Linked DNA regions of Gossypium hirsutum: region 2 is linked to region 1. Evidence: chromatin contacts called from public Hi-C data. All regions are on one chromosome and are shown on one strand. Each heading gives the region's core, a stretch centred on a gene start, on an enhancer-like site or on the middle of the called end of the contact. The rest is flanking DNA. Distances are from core to core; before and after follow the strand shown.

Evidence for each region. Hi-C and Micro-C count contacts between places; a contact is called where the count stands out from the background.
Region 2: a Hi-C map of leaf shows a contact between it and region 1, with 2.3 times the contacts expected there. The contact joins the promoter of LOC107887251 here to the promoter of LOC107962761 in region 1. A contact is called at or near these places in 2 of 34 Hi-C or Micro-C datasets (both in leaf).

The regions. Positions count from the first base shown.
Region 1 is chrA06:17,437,507-17,440,206 of Gossypium_hirsutum_v2.1, forward strand. LOC107962761 (inactive protein kinase SELMODRAFT_444075) reads left to right here and starts at 1,255. Exons shown (of 9, transcript XM_016899260.2): 1 at 1,255-2,193. The coding sequence starts at 2,031.
Region 2 is chrA06:17,950,123-17,952,822 of Gossypium_hirsutum_v2.1, forward strand. It overlaps LOC107887251, which reads right to left and starts at 1,434. Exons shown (of 13, transcript XM_016811440.2): 1 at 1,218-1,434; 2 at 1,060-1,128; 3 at 902-953; 4 at 729-802; 5 at 520-650; 6 at 131-316. The coding sequence starts at 1,242. It overlaps LOC121230446, which reads left to right and starts at 1,552. Exons shown (of 2, transcript XM_041115273.1): 1 at 1,552-1,660; 2 at 1,793-2,168. The coding sequence starts at 1,552. The coding sequence ends at 2,055.

The DNA of each region.
Region 1 (2,700 bases), core at 5-2,504:
AAAAAGTTTCATTGAGTGAATTAGAATATATATATATATTTGTCTTTAAATTTTGATTCTTTTCCTGTTTGTAGAAGAACAGATTTGGAGCAAAGCTTTGTATAAAAAAAGATGAGGGAATATCTTAAAGTTTCTCTTTCATTATTATTTATCTTTAGTAAAGGTAGTCATCCATTGCGTCTAGCTATCTAACTTTAGGTCCCACTTTTCAAAAAGAATGATATAATTGGGAGCTTTTTGGATGCCAAATTCTAACCTACCTCTCAATTTATTTGCTTCATTTCTTCATAGTTTATACTACCAGAAATCAATGTTTGCATGTGAAATTACAGTCCTTGATATAAATTATCTTCACCATTAACTACACCCTATCTGCTGTAAACTGTCATGTAATATCCCATTGAATTTAGCTGTGTTGCATTTTTTCTTTTCAATTGTAGATCTCTGGTTGACTATTTGTCCTTCAATTTTTCGGTGCAAAGGAGGACATACGAAAAATTAAAAATGTTGGGATCATAGACCTTTTGAATATGTTCTCTTACAAGTGGTTCTATAATTTTAATTTTTTTATTATGAAATTTAATTAATTATTTAATAATTATTTTATTGATTTAATCACTAATTCGATTATTCAATTATTACAAATCATCGACATTCATTTCTAGAAGAGAGATAAAACTATAAGCTGAAGTTTTGCTGTCTACAAATTGACAATTCCTTTGAATTCAAATGGCATCAAGTTGCTAATTGATGTTGCCATGACCTACCACAAGCTCTTTGTCTTCATTTGTCAGTATGTAGGGTTCATATATTATGTCCTACCACACTACTAATCTGCCATGCTGTGTCGTATTAGAACTACACAAAACAAAAGAAAATTTAATTGATGTTCCTGCACTAATTTAAGTGCCACATTTTAAAAAAAAGAAGCTGTACTTTATCTGTGTATATTTTTAAGACAGAAAATAATTGATTACTGTCTCAAGTCCCAAGAGACAGTTGCCTTAAAAAAAACTGTAGATCAAATAATGATAACTTCAATGTGCAAGAAATAGGAAACCCCAAGATCTTAAAGTACATTTTTGTTGCTTTTCATAAGAAATATTTTAGTGTTAAAACAAAATGGAAGGTAAGCCACATGACCAAACACTAGTAAACAGATTGAAAACTGTACACAATTAGCTTCCCTCCATTACCAACTCTCAACTTTCATAGCTTATAAAAGTCCAGATTAAGGGAGATAAAAAAAGGGGGTAAGAAAAAGCTTTCCTCCAATCATGCAACTGATTACTTACATAATTACATGTGGTTTGGTACTAAATTGTCGTCTTATCTTTAACCATGCCCTGTTTTCTTTTTGTCGCCTGTTAATTATATGATAATATATTAATATATAATTGCCTATTAAGCTTTGTTGTAATTTTGTAGAAAGCTGGAGGATATATATGTATGAACATTAACAAAGTTGACAAGACAAACAAAAGAAAAGCTTCTAAAATTAGGCCAACCGCTTTTGTAGCACAAGAATCGTTTTTCTTTTTGTAAAGAAAGCTCACGCAGTTTACATGATCTTAAAGAAAAGGCAGCCTCAGTTTCTGTGAAAGAAAGCTGACCTTGTTCTTACAAGTTACAATAACGGATACAAGTTCCTTTATTGCATCCAAACCAGGCAAAGCTGTCTTTTAATACAGAGAGAGAAAGAGAGAAAGAGGGGTTTTGCAGCTTGGTAACTAGAGTTTTTGACACGTCCTTTTTATGAGAAAGAGCTTATTACTTGATTTGATAAAGTTACCTTGAAGTGCACGTCCCTGTCTGCTACTCCCTCTTTTTTCAAATCAAGCTTTTCTGCCGAGCACTTCAAAGAGGGGGTAAAAAAAAAAAAGGGCATCTCGGGTATTGTGAATCAGGGAAAAATACAGTCTTTTTTGATCGAGAGTTTTGTTTATGATGGAGAAAGGGGGGTGGGTGGATTTTGATTATGGGGTGTGTGGAAGGTGTTTAGGGGTTTAGTTTCTAGCTTGGCTTTGGAGATGAAACAGAAGGGTAGCTCAGATTTGGCTAATAAAGTAGTGGTGGTGGCTGTTAAAGCAGCAAGGGAGATCCCAAGGACTGCTCTGGTCTGGGCTTTGACTCATGTTGCCCAGCCTGGGGATTGCATTAAGCTGCTCGTAGTTATTCCTGTCCACTCCTCAAGTAACTTAACTTTTCCCTCTTAAACACATTTTTCACTTTTATTTGTTTTCTCTTTACTTTTTGTATGATGATAAAATCATTGAGCACATTGGGTTCTGCTTTTCATATGTTTGATAACTAATATGTTCTACTTCTACACCACTTGCTTATGTTTAAGGAAAGAATTATCACTAGATGATCTAAAGCATAAAATGTAATTAGTCGGCGTATAGAGATTTTGCCTGGTTGGCAGGTTTGGATCTTGAAACCTTGAAGTCTTACAAGTGGCAAGATGCAGTCATTGCAACAAAATTTGTTGCCTTTTTATCCAATAGGAAGAAAAGTTTTGGAGGAACTTATTTTGTCCTTGTTCTTTACCTATGTACATGTTGAAGTGGAAAATGAAATTCTTTATGTTTCTGAAGTTAATGATGCTTTTTAACGTCACTTAGTATGAGTAAATGATAGTGAGCTTGTGGTGAAATTGCAGAATGTTCCTTTAATCCTTTGTTGAACATTGGCTGTTGG
Region 2 (2,700 bases), core at 184-2,683, 510 kb after region 1:
ACATACAACTCAGTTAGATGGACATCTCTGTCATTCTAAATATCCATATGAAATGAACATTAAGAAAACTTGAGGCTTTTGTCAGTGAAGAGAAAAAGGGTTTTTAGTGTAATGCTAAGTAACCCTTAACTGTGCTCTTTTGCTTCTGAATAGAATAACTTCTGTCTCTGTTGTCGATATCAAATTTGGCATCCTTGGGGTTGTTTAAGGGGACAGACAGTTGACTGGCTTCACTATAACTAACAGAAGCATTTTTGGGACTTCCATGACCACTATTGCAAAGCTCTTCATGTTTCTTCTTCAGTGCAGATTCCCTCTGAAAATGATCTTAGAAATATATAACTTAGTAGCGCCACGGAAAGGAATAAGGTTTATCAGGATACCATAGGCATGCATTTTATCAAACAGCTTAATGCAGTGCATCCCATATTCTGGCTGATGGTTTAATGCACACATAAAAGGAATCTTGTATGATCAGTCATTTATTGCATCAAAAGCAAAGCAAGGGAAAAAGAATACCATTATCCGAATTTGCTGGCGCTCTTCTTCATTGAGGAAAAACTGCAACTTCATATGAGCATGCCCACCTCCTTCAAGGGGAAATATGTCATCCCAAACACCTTTCTCAACCACCAATCTGGTTTCAAGTCCTGCCCCATGCCATATCTTTTTCACTCAGACTAACTCTTAATATTCTAAATGCTTATGGAAAATGAAAAGGCACAAACCTGTATGAGAAATCTCGTTTCCCTCTGCATCTTGTATTGTTATAATCAAGTTGTCACGAAGGGTTGTCAATGGACTGTGCAATAGCAAAACATGTTGGAATTCAATAGCAAAATTCACAACTTTAAAACACAGCAAAATCAAAGGATGTCAAAACAATGTTTAGAGTCATTACAATGAGAATTCCCCTTTGTCCCAAGTCTGGTACTCTATTTTTCCCTTGGAAACTGCGTTATGAAGATGAACTCACTGGTAAAATTTTCTTCTCACAGTGTATAGAATATAGCCATTCAAGATAAGAAAATTTGGACAAGAAAATGTTGATTGGTTTACCTTTTATTGATACTTTTGATGATGATGATGATGATAATGATGATGAATGGAGACCCTTGAAATCCAGAACTGAAATGAATTCAATGAGGGAAGTCTTGAAAAAGGAGTATGAACTTCAACTACCATATTGGAATTACAGTTAAGACAAAACTTGATACCTGAAACTTGGATGGTTCCTGGCATTTGAGAGAAATCTTTTCTGTGAGACTAGAAAAGCAGAGATGATGATGATAAGAGAGATTAACCAGTGACTAAAACTAGCATTATCATGCCAAATTTGATAATTTGAAAGGATGGCTTAAAAGGAAAACATTGTTTATCAGGAAGAGGACGTTTTCTGGATATGAATGTGTATAACATATGTATGCTCAATTTTTTTCAAAAGAAATTCATATTGAAAAAAAATACATATGTGGCTGGACTTGAAGGAAAGGTTACATAAAGGACCCCACTACTTCAAAATTATTTATGGCTCATCTATAAAGCAGGGAAATGGGGGCAGTCGATCTCTATCCTTTGTCTCACATAAAGCCAATCGGTCCAGTTGCTTGCTGGCCCTTATTACCCTCTATCAAGGCAACTAACATAGCAGGAGCAATAAGTAACCATCTCTCTCTCTATATTTTGGGGAAAAAAGGGAATATGGGTTTAGATTAGACAAACCCATAGAGATTGCATGAATAAATTGCTTGAAAACAGCCTTATCTTCAAATCTTTTCTTGATTTTCTTCAGGATCATTAGGTTTGAGTTTTCCATTCTCTGCTGATATTCAGGAATGGAGTCCAAAACCTTCAAAGATAGTGCAACAACTGGAAAAGATTGGTGGTTTGTCATTACCTCATGGAGTTGTCTCTGGAGCAAAAGATAAATCTTCTTTTGTTTCACTCTGTTTGTTATCCGCATTGCTTCAACCCTTCTTCCTTCCTTGCCTTTGCAAACATATATGCTGCAACAGGAAGAAAGAAGGTCAGACAATCTATGTTACTGGGACCTAAATGTAAGTGTCACATACACATGTATGTTCTATTTTTTTAAAGCTTTTGATAGTACTTGGAATGTATTGTGAGTTAAAAATAAACATTTCAATAAAAATGAAGGATTAGAATAACATAACTACTCGAAAATCAAGCAAAGCAAAGAGGGAAATGAATAATCTCTTTGTTGAGAATGACTTCTAAAAGTTTAAATAATAAACAATTCATTCAAAATTATTAACAGCAAATTTTGAGAATAAAAAGGAAAGACGAAAAAGTTTTGGACGTAAGACATGAAGAACTGAAAGAAAATTAAATTAAACATATTTGACGAGAAGAACACAATTTTCATATCATATAAGTTTTGTGTTAATTACATATAGCTAAATTGTAAACTTAATTGTGGTTATTATTATTATTATTTTATAAAGATGAAATTATCACCCTTATCATTTAAATTTTTAACTAGTATAATTTTATCAATAGAAATTTTTTCTATGAAAATTGTTGGTGGGTTAGAAATTAATTTATCGTTAAAAGATATTCAAAGTAATAATATAGACATTAAAAAGACAAGACCAATCGAAAAACAAAGTACAATGTGATATTATATTTGGTAAAAATTAAAATTAAAAAACTATCTTTTATTATTAAAAATAAATGAAG